Linked DNA regions of Mus musculus: region 2 is linked to region 1. Evidence: chromatin contacts called from public promoter capture Hi-C data. All regions are on one chromosome and are shown on one strand. Each heading gives the region's core, a stretch centred on a gene start, on an enhancer-like site or on the middle of the called end of the contact. The rest is flanking DNA. Distances are from core to core; before and after follow the strand shown. Region 1 has its middle 12 kb from the start of Pmis2. Region 2 holds the start of Tmem147 (transmembrane protein 147).

Evidence for each region. Promoter capture Hi-C pulls out the DNA fragments that hold promoters and counts their contacts.
Region 2: a contact with region 1 is called in a promoter capture Hi-C map of the HPC-7 cell line. The contact joins the promoter of Tmem147 here to the enhancer-like site in region 1. A contact is called at or near these places in 26 of 39 promoter capture datasets (the 3T3-L1 cell line, 3T3-L1-derived adipocytes, the C10 cell line and 16 more), 1 of 15 datasets of contacts at CTCF or cohesin (pro-B cells), 37 of 484 Hi-C or Micro-C datasets (3T3-L1-derived adipocytes, the AML12 cell line, the C10 cell line and 23 more), 10 of 115 datasets of contacts at active chromatin or transcription factors (the 230-238 cell line, the HPC-7 cell line, the SCID.adh cell line and 4 more) and 4 of 9 other capture datasets (adipose tissue, embryonic stem cells, liver and 1 more).

Annotation. Positions count from the first base shown.
Region 1 is chr7:30,680,964-30,685,694 of GRCm38.p6, forward strand. No RefSeq gene overlaps it. Among named protein-coding and RNA genes, the nearest start is that of Pmis2, 12 kb to the left of the region's middle. Within about 2 kb of position 2,663, at least 16 of the 459 cell types and tissues checked have an H3K27ac peak or open chromatin away from gene starts, as enhancers often do. A contact at or near this core is called in the HPC-7 cell line, bone marrow-derived macrophages and hematopoietic stem and progenitor cells, where this site is marked.
Region 2 is chr7:30,727,165-30,731,895 of GRCm38.p6, forward strand. It overlaps Tmem147 (transmembrane protein 147), which reads right to left and starts at 2,370. Exons shown (of 7, transcript NM_027215.2): 1 at 2,180-2,370; 2 at 2,038-2,107; 3 at 1,493-1,552; 4 at 1,268-1,404; 5 at 1,041-1,125; 6 at 823-944; 7 at 537-739. The coding sequence starts at 2,256. The coding sequence ends at 616. Gapdhs (glyceraldehyde-3-phosphate dehydrogenase, spermatogenic) reads right to left here. Exons shown (of 11, transcript NM_008085.2): 10 at 3,171-3,268; 11 at 2,615-2,795. The coding sequence ends at 2,723.

The DNA.
Region 1 (4,731 bases), core at 1,413-3,912:
GTTGAGATGGCTCAGTGGGTAAGAGCACCAACTGTTCTTTCGGAGGTCCTGAGTTCAAATCCCAGCAACGACATGGTGGCTCACAACCACCTGTAATGAGATCTGACGCCCTCTTCTGGTGCAACTGAAGACAGCTACAGTGTACTTAGATATAATAATAAATAAATCTTTGGGCCAGAGCGAGCGGGGTTGACTGGAGCAGGCAGAGGTCCTAAATTCAATTCCCAACAGCCACATGATGGCCCACAACCATCTGTACAGCTACACTGTGCTCATATACATAAAATAAATAAATAAATAAATCTTTAAAAAACCAAACCTTGTTTTGAATTGTCATTTATTTTTATTTTATGTGTATGTTTTGTTTGTTTGTTTGTTTGTTTTGCCTGCATGTGTATCTGTGTGACCCATATACACAGTGCTGTGGAGCCTCTGGAACTACAGTTACAGATAGATTTTAGCCACCATGTGGGTACTGGGAACCACACCCAGGTCCTCCGAAAGAGCAGCCAGCACTCAGTTCCTAAGCTGTAGAAGGCACGGAGGTCCTTGTGACCACAGATAAGCCGTGGGGGAACCTGGAATGTTGTTCCTTCAAGAGAAGGAATTCAATGCTTGATACCCACCCAGAAGGCTGCGAGTGGCTGTGCATGCTAACCTGGAGGCCTTGGACACCAGACTGGATCCTCCCCCCAGAGCCTTAGCAAAAGCTTGCTCCTCTCAGTTAATCCGCAGAATCTGTAGAAAGCGTCACAGGTACTTTACTAAAGAGTTTTGATGTAGTCACATCTGATCTTTATTTAGCTTACGGTGTCCTTCAAAGACGTTTATGTATATACTTTGTTATGGGATTGGATTAATTATCACCAGAAACGTTTTTGGCAAACTGCTCTGTGCTTGAATATACCTCCAATAAACCACGTGCGGGTCAGACTGCTGAAGTTTGAACCAACACCAGCTACTTCGTCATGCTGAACTGAAGTGCCTTCTCGCCTCTCACAGATGTCATTCTGCTGGCTGTGGAGGTCGCAGGGCCTCCCAGACTGAGCTGTCTCCCTAGCTCCTGCTTAGTTTTTTTTTTTTTTTTTTTCCTAATGCAGGCACTGACCTTGTTTTCCCTCGCTGGCTGGCATCAGTCTGTCATGAGCTGGGATCCCAGGCTTTCTCAGAGGTCCTGATGAAAGGACAAATGGAAGCTAGCTCTGTGTCCTCACCCAGGAGTGGACTTGGCAAGGCTGGGCTGGGGCCGGGGCCAAGGCCAGGGCCTTGAAGGAGTAAAGGTTTCAGGTCCTGGGAAACTGGCTTTTTCCCCTTGAAGGGATTTGGTTATCAGTACTTAAGTATCCTTGTGTTCAAGTTGCTTGATTTAGCTTTCTCCGAACTCTGTCCCAGTCTCTTCCTAAAAATGGCATATGTGATGCTATACTTCTAAATAAACTTGCTTAGCATAAGTTTTAGTTTATGCAAGACCCAGCATTGGCGTTTGTCTTCATTTCCCATCGCTGATCCCTCTCTTACACCCCTTGACACCCTGCTATTCGGGGCTCTTATTTGTGTGAGTCTGAGCCATTCATGATTGACTAGTTTTGTCTTTTTGGTTCCAAGTCTGGCCTTGAACAGTTGAGCCATCTCTCCAGCTTGAGTCCATAATTTCAATGGTCTCCAGGCACATTATTAACTTGGTTGCAAAGTAGGAGGAAAGTTAGGCATTGGAGGTTTGTGCACTATGTATCCAGATGCTGATTTTTATGCCCAGACATCTGGTTGTAGCCCGGAAGCTGGCATGGTCAAGCATCTCCTTTCTCAATGTTGTGTAAAAATTCTTTTCCATCGCCTCTGATTGATTAATAAAGAGCTGATCAGAGAATTAGCTGGGCAGAAGAGAATCCCAGTTAGGGGTTCCCCAAAAGAGACAAGAGGGAGAGACTATGTGGATGGACCATGAAGATTTGCCCTGAGGTCATGAGATCATAATGAGAGAGTAGCCATGAGGACACACATGAACCAGAGCGAGCCAGGGCAAGACTCAGATGGCAAGTGACAGGACATGAGGCTGGGTAGTAGCAGCTTAGTTGGGTTAGAATAGCTCAGAACCTGCCCACCTTAGTGTTTGAAGCTTGTTAATAAAAATATCAGGTCTCTGTGCCATTTATTCAGGAACTAAACTGGGCTAGAGCAGGCATAGAAATGCCCCGTCATTATTTGAGAAGAAAAGGGGTGAAGAAAAGGCCCCCGAGAATTACAGTTACACTTTGGTCTCTGAAAACGAGAAGTATTCCCAGAAACGGTTATTTCTACATAATCATGGCTGTCCTGGAACTTGCTTTGTAGACCAGACTGGCCTCCAATTAACAGAAATCCACCTACCTCTGTCTCCCAGGTGCTAAGATTAAAGGCGTGTGCCACTATGCTTAGCAACTTTAGCTGTTTCTTCAAGAGGACAGGCAAAGACATTTTGCATGCTTGCTGTGTGCCTCCTCCAGCTCTGCACATGAAGCTAATATAAATGACAATTTGAGAAGGTCAAAGGGAGAAGATTCAAAGAAGTCATTGCTGGTTGTGGTGGCTTGAATAGAAATGGCCCCCATAGAATCATGTGTGTGAATACTTAGCCCATCGGGAGTGAGTGGCACTATTAGGAAGTGTGGCCTTGTTGGAGGAAGTGGGCTTTGTGACCTTCTAAGTTCAAGTCTGATCAGTGTGTCATCCGTTTCCTGTTGCCTGCAGAACAAGATGTAGAACTTTCAGCTCTTTCTCTAGCACCATGTTTGCCTGCATACTGCTATGTTTTCTGCCATGATGATAATGGACTAAATCTCTCAACTGTAATTAAATGTTTTCCTTTATAAGAGTTGCTGTGGTCATGGTTTCTCTTCACAGCAATAAAACATTTTATTTATTTATTTATTTTGGTTTTTCGAGACAGGGTTTCTCTGAATAGCCTTGGCTGTCCTGGAACTCACTTTGTAGACCAGGCTGGCCTCGAACTCAGAGATTCACCTGCCTCTGCCTCCCGAGTGCTAGGATTAAAGGTGTGCGCCACCACGCCCAGCCAGCAATAAAACTCTTAAGTCAGAAGTTTGTACCAGGAGTGGGATATTGCAGACCTGACTATGTTCTGGGGAGGATTGTGGAAGAACTTTGAGACTTTGGGCTAGAAGAACCATTGAGTGTTGAGAGCTCATTGGAATGTTCTTTTGTTTGTTGGTTGGTTTTGTTTTTTCTTAAGGATTCATTTATTTATTTTATGTGAGTACACGGTAGCTGTCTTCAGACACACCAGAAGAAGGCATCAAATACTACTACAAATGGTTGTGACCCATCATGTGGTTGCTGGGAATTGAACTCAGGACCTCTGGAAGAACAGTCAGTGCTCTTAACTGCTGAGCCATCTCTCCAGACTCCAGTGGGATGTTGTTTAGGGGTTAGGAAGATAAGAATTTTTAAGCAGTGCAGAAGATGAAGGCTTGGCTTGTGAAGCCTCAGAGGAAAATTTAAAGACTCTATCAGGGCCATGTGCTATTTTGATTTCAGATTCTGTGTTCTGGTTAGGTGGGGCTCAAGAATCAGCTGTGATTAATAAGATACCAAACTATTGAAGTGAAACCTTAGCATTTCTGTGACAATTGATGGTGGTTAGATAGAGCTAAGAAATTAGCAGTGATTAAAAAGATTCCAGGAAACGCCTCCATGAGATCTAGTTCTAAGGCATTTTCTCAACTAGTGATCAACGAGGGAGGACCCAGCTCACCATGGATGGTTTCACCTCTGAGCTGGTAGTCCTCAGTTCTCTAAGAAAGCAGGCTGAGCAAGCCAGTGGAAGTAAGCCAGTAAACAGCACCCCTCCATGGCCACTGCATCCGCTCCTGCCTCCAGGTTCCATCCCTGCTTGAGTTCCTGTCCTGACTTTCACCAATGATAGGCCATGATCTGGAAGTGTAAGCCAAATAAACACCTTCCTCCCCCACACTCTTCTTCTTCTTTTTTTTTTTTTTTTTTTTTTTTACTGATTTTTTAAAAATTAGGTATTTTCCTCATTTACATTTTCAATGCTATCCCAAAGGTCCCCCATACCCACCCCCCCAATCCCCTACCCACCCACTCCCCCTTTTTGGCCCTGGCGTTCCCCTGTACTGGGGCATATAAAGTTTGCAAGTCCAATGGGCCTCTCTTTGCAGTGATGGCCGACTAGGCCATCTTTTGATACATATGCAGCTAAAGACAAGAGCTCCCGGGTACTGGTTAGTTCATATTGTTGTTCCACCTATAGGGTTGCAGTTCCCTATAGCTCCTTGGGTAATATCTCTAGCTCCTCCATTAGGGGGCGTGTGACCCATCCAATAGCTGACTGTGATCATCCACTTCTGTGTTTGCTAGGCCCAACATAGTCTCACAAGAGAGAGCTATAACTGGGTCCTTTCAGCGAAATCTTGCTAGTGTATGCAATGGTGTCAGCATTTGGAAGCTGATTATGGGATGGATCCCTGCATATGGCAGTCACTAGATGGTCCATCCTTTCGTCACAGCTCCAAATTTTGTCTCTGTAACTCCTTCTATGGGTGTTTTGTTCCCATTTCTAAGAAAGGGTAAAGTGTCCACACTTTGGTCTTCGTTCTTCTTGAATGTCATGCGTTTGGCAAGTTGTATCTTATATCTTGGGTATCCTAAGTTTCTGGGCTATTATCCACTTATCAGTGAGTACATATTGTGCAAGTTCCTTTGTGATTGGGC
Region 2 (4,731 bases), core at 1,120-3,619, 46 kb after region 1:
AAGCTCAGAACCGAGGAACTCTTCCGAGTGGCCTTGTGGCTTGAACGATGGCAGGAATTTGACTAGGGAAATCGTTCAGAGGAGCAGCTCCAAATTATGAAGGGCAAATGGCACAGCCTACTGTCACCTTCACTAGGAAACTCCACAGAGAGTTGCAAGTGGAAGACGGTGACCTAAGTAGTAGACAAGTTTTATATGAAGCCCCCTAGCTGTTACATGGTGGATGGACTAGAGTGGAGAAATGGGGGGTTGCAAAGTTGGAGGTAACCAGTTTTGGGAAGACTCACCATGGAAGAGGGCTCAAACCAAGCTGTAAGTTGAGGAAGAATGCCCCTCTACCCCAAAGCCCCCTCCTGAACTCTAGTGTGTTCATTCCTTAGCTTGTTCAATGATTACCAAGCCCCCAGGTTCTCATGGGGAAACCAGGAAGACTGGCCAACATTCCAGCTTATTTATCTGGTTCTGAAGCCAGACAGACTCTGTGAGACCTAAGTCCGAGGATTCGGTTTCTGAGAGAGAGAGATGGACATAACAAAAACCTTTCCAAACACTGTTTACTTCACTGAAATCTGGAGAGAGGAAATGAAAAGGTTCGCCAACACCTGAGATGTCAAGCTAGGAGTGTACATTGACAACAGCAACATACAGGGCCAAGGTGCTGAGGGCCAGCAGTCCTGTTACTACTGCCCGGGCGAGCAGTGCTGTCCAACTACCCAAGGAGAAGAGGTGGACGAAGGTCCTGTGGGGAAACATCACAATGAGGAAAAGGAGAGAGAAAACACACCCCCATTTGAACCCAGCCTCATACCCCACCCAGCTCACTCCATGACAAAGGCCTTGTAGACACTAAGGAACATCAGGAGGAGAACAGCAGGCCGGAAGGTGTGGTACAGGTCATAGCGTGTTATCATCCAGACCTGAGCTGATGCAACGATGTAGTGGACCTGCAGGGAGGCAGGAAGGGACTGGGAAGTTGGAGCCAAGTTTTTGGGAGAAGTATGGCTAACAACATAAAGGTAGGCTAGGGCTAGACTGCATACCAGACTGATGTTGGAGTCAATGCTCATCTGGATATATTTCCAGTCAAATTCAATGCCTCGGGCTCCCACCCAGAGGGGGATGCATCTGAGGAAGGCAAAAGGAGGCAGTCTCTAGTACCCAGACTCCCCCACCCCCAGCACCCAGCCTCTGATCACCTCCCCTCAGCACCCCTGTGGGACCCAGCTGTCCATTCCCGGAAGTCTGGGCTCCAGTTTGCTCCACACACCGGGACATAATGAGTTCAGCAGTGGCCCAGCCCAGGGCAGCAACCATAATCTTGTACTCCCCCTTGCCTGCATTCCGAGACATGACAAGGTTTAGGCCTATCAGGTCTGCCACATCCACACTGGCCTTCATGAATTCCTGTGGGTCAGGTAGAGGCTCGAGTAAACACGGGGACCAGGTGAACCGACTCCTGCACTCTTCCTTGCCCTTCCCTTGTTCAACTTACCCCAATGAAGTCATAGATGCCACCTTCCCAGGTGGGGAAGAAAGTGGCCAAGAACAACATCTGAGATCAGAAAGTAGAAAGGTCACTGGAAGGTGAGGGAGATTAAAAACCGAAACAAACAAACAAAAAACTATGTGGATACTGTGGAAAGTAAGTGTGCAAGTAGAGGATATGACGCTGGGTTCTAGGGGTCATTCTAGGTGTAAGTGGCAAGATCACGTGATCTTGGGAGATAGAGGGCAAGTGGCCTGGTTTCTAAAAGTCTAGAAGTTCACGGGGGAATCTGATGTCTAAAAATGCCTAGGCAGCACCCTGCGACACCCTGTGGGTGAAATATCGCACTAAGAGGTTTTCTCATTTTACAACAGTTGTAAGAAAAAGTTGCATCAGGGCCTTTCTGGCCTTGCATCCCTTCTAAGGTATTCGGGCATAGTCCCTAAGCGTTGTCTCGAGGGTGGTCCTATGGAAGGTGACAGCTGCAGAGTCAGGCCCCTGAGATCTGGAATGCCTGGAGGCCAGACACGTGGAGTCCGGGAGTCCCTCACCTTGCATAGCTGCACAAAGAGGTAGGTGACCCCGGCCTGGACGCATTTCCAGAAGGCGTTGTATTCAGACCTGAAGAAGCCGGCGGTGAGGGGTCGGCCCGGGTCCCGCACCCTCTCCACCCCGCGCCCGCCCTGCACTCACAGGCCGCTGCATTTGTACGTGATGAAATAGGGAAAGTAGGCGAGGGCGAAGCAGTTCCCGAAGTGGAACAGGGTCATGACGCCAGCCGCCCGGTCCCGCAAATGCGGGACTCGCCAGGCGCAGCGTCTCCTCTAGTCGGCCTCGCCGGCACCGGGGCCTGGCGCCCACCTGCTTTGCCGTGGCCCGCGCGCGGCCTTATGGGAACTGTAGTCCGGCCTGGTACGTCGCGTGCAGTGACGTCAGAGCGCCCAGCTCCGGCTGTGTTGCAGGGACTTCCAGAGCCTTGCTTACACCGTTGAAGACCTTGTGTTCAGACAGCGCTTTCCCTCTCCCACTCGGCTCGGAGCCAAGCGCCACCTCTTCTCGCTCATCCGAGAACTTTGAACCCCGCCCTGAACGCAAGGTGATCGGCGCAGAGACAAGAGGGCAAAGCTGTGCGCATTCTCGTTTTTATTTCATTGTTGACCCGGTGGCGGCGCCTTTGAGTGGAAGCCGAAGTCAGGAACGCGAGGTGCGCAGGGGAGCAAGGAGGGGCCTTTTGTGTTACTTCTCTCGGCTAAACATGTAGCGGAGGAGGTCGACCACTCGGTTACTGTAGCCATATTCGTTGTCGTACCTGAGGAGGCGAGGAAGGAGGCGTCAGTGTGTGTGTGTGTGTGTGTATACGTGTACGCACTCGCGCGCTCGCCCTCTTGTCAGCCTCCCCCACTATCCTCTGGCATCTATCCCCTTTACCAGGCGTGTGTGTGTGTGTGTGTGTGTGTGTGTGTGTGTGTGTGTGTGTGTGTGTGTGTGTACGTGTACGCACTCGCGCGCTCGCCCTCTTGTCAGCCTCCCCCACTATCCTCTGGCATCTTTCCCCTTTACCAGGCGTGTGTGTGTGTGTGTGTGTGTGTGTGTGTGTGTGTGTGTGTGTGTGTACGTGTACGCACTCGCGCGCTCGCCCTCTTGTCAGCCTCCCCCACTATCCTCTGGCATCTTTCCCCTTTACCAGGCAACAAGCTTCACGAAGTTGTCATTGAGGGCAATTCCAGCCTTAGCATCAAAGATGGAAGAATGGGGATTGCCGTTAAAGTCCGTGGAGACCACCTGCGTGACAATTTCAAAGATAAATGTAGTCGAGCAAAGATCTCCAGGAACCCAGACTCTCAAACCACATTGTCAGTCACTCATCTGGTATACTGGACAGAGACCTTTTGTGTTGGTGACAGAATGTGATCAAGGCAGGTGGAACCTTTGTCTCAGGGACACAGCAGGGGAGCTCAGTGGATAAAAGTGCTTGTCACATAAGCGTGAGCTTTCTGTGTTTGGATCCGCAGAATCCATATAGAGGCTGGGCGGTTGATGGACACTTATAGGCCCAGCAGTCCAGCTCCAGACTGAGGCTCCTTGGAACAAGATGACTAGCTAGATTAGTTAGTTGTCAAGCTACCTTACATCTTGCCTCGGTAACAAGTGGAGTGCAATGGAGGAAGACATGTTTATCACCTGTACCTGGTGTACCGGTACATGTGCCCCGTGCATCTGCATGTACCCACACGGGGGAAGAGGATACAGATCACAATACCCTAATGAGGTTGCATTAAACGTTACATGAAGCGATGACTGGCACGAGGCTGGGTCTTGGGAGCAGAGGGAAGGAGCTACAGACACAGATCTTGGGGGCTGTAGCCCTTAGGAACACAGGGGGTTGGGGGTGGGTTGGCATTGGGGCTGATTTGATCTGACCCATTCAAATGACATCTTGGCATTTGAGAGTGGACCTGTAAAAGCCAAATGCCAGGGAACTTCACTAAGGTGGAGGTGACTTTTTTTTTTTTTTTTTTTTTTTTGATACAGGGTTTGCTATATAGCTCTGGAACTCACTATATAGAGGGCTGCCCTCACATTCATAGAAGTCTACTGCTTCTATCACCTGAGTGCCTGTGCCTCCACACCTAAGATAGTCTGTTCAGTAAAGGTGTCTGACCTGGCCTGGCCCCTGGGTGTGAATCCAGAAAATGAGAACTGCTGTCTTTTGTTCAGGAGTGTATTAAGAGCCTTCTGGGGCCGGAGAGATGGCTCAGTGGTTAAGAGCACTGAGTGCTCATCCAGAGGTCCCGAGTTCAATTCCCATCAACCACACAGTGGCTCACAACCATCTGTAATGGGGTCTGATGCCCTCTCTTCTGGTGTGTCTGAACAGAGCAATGGTGAATATATAAAATTATTAGCGAAAGCTCCATTTTAGCTCTTAGTTCGCTGTTTTCTTGGACAGTATGTGCTATGGGTTACACAAGTGACTTCCAGTCACCATGGTGCAGAAAAGCAGCATCGTTAGATCAAAGAAACATCTGGTCAAGACACCGAGGCAGGAAGGCCCACTTTCCCAGGCTTGCAGGGAAAGCTGTGTTTGAGATAGGGTCTCATTGTGTAGTCCTGGCTGGCCTGCAACTCCTTGGGTGTGAAACACCTGGACAGCTGGTCTGCAGCTTGGCCCATGCAGAATAGCTTCCTGGTGAGTGGGATTTCCCAAGTCCCTCCCCAGAGCACCCCCCCAAGGTTTCCTCAGT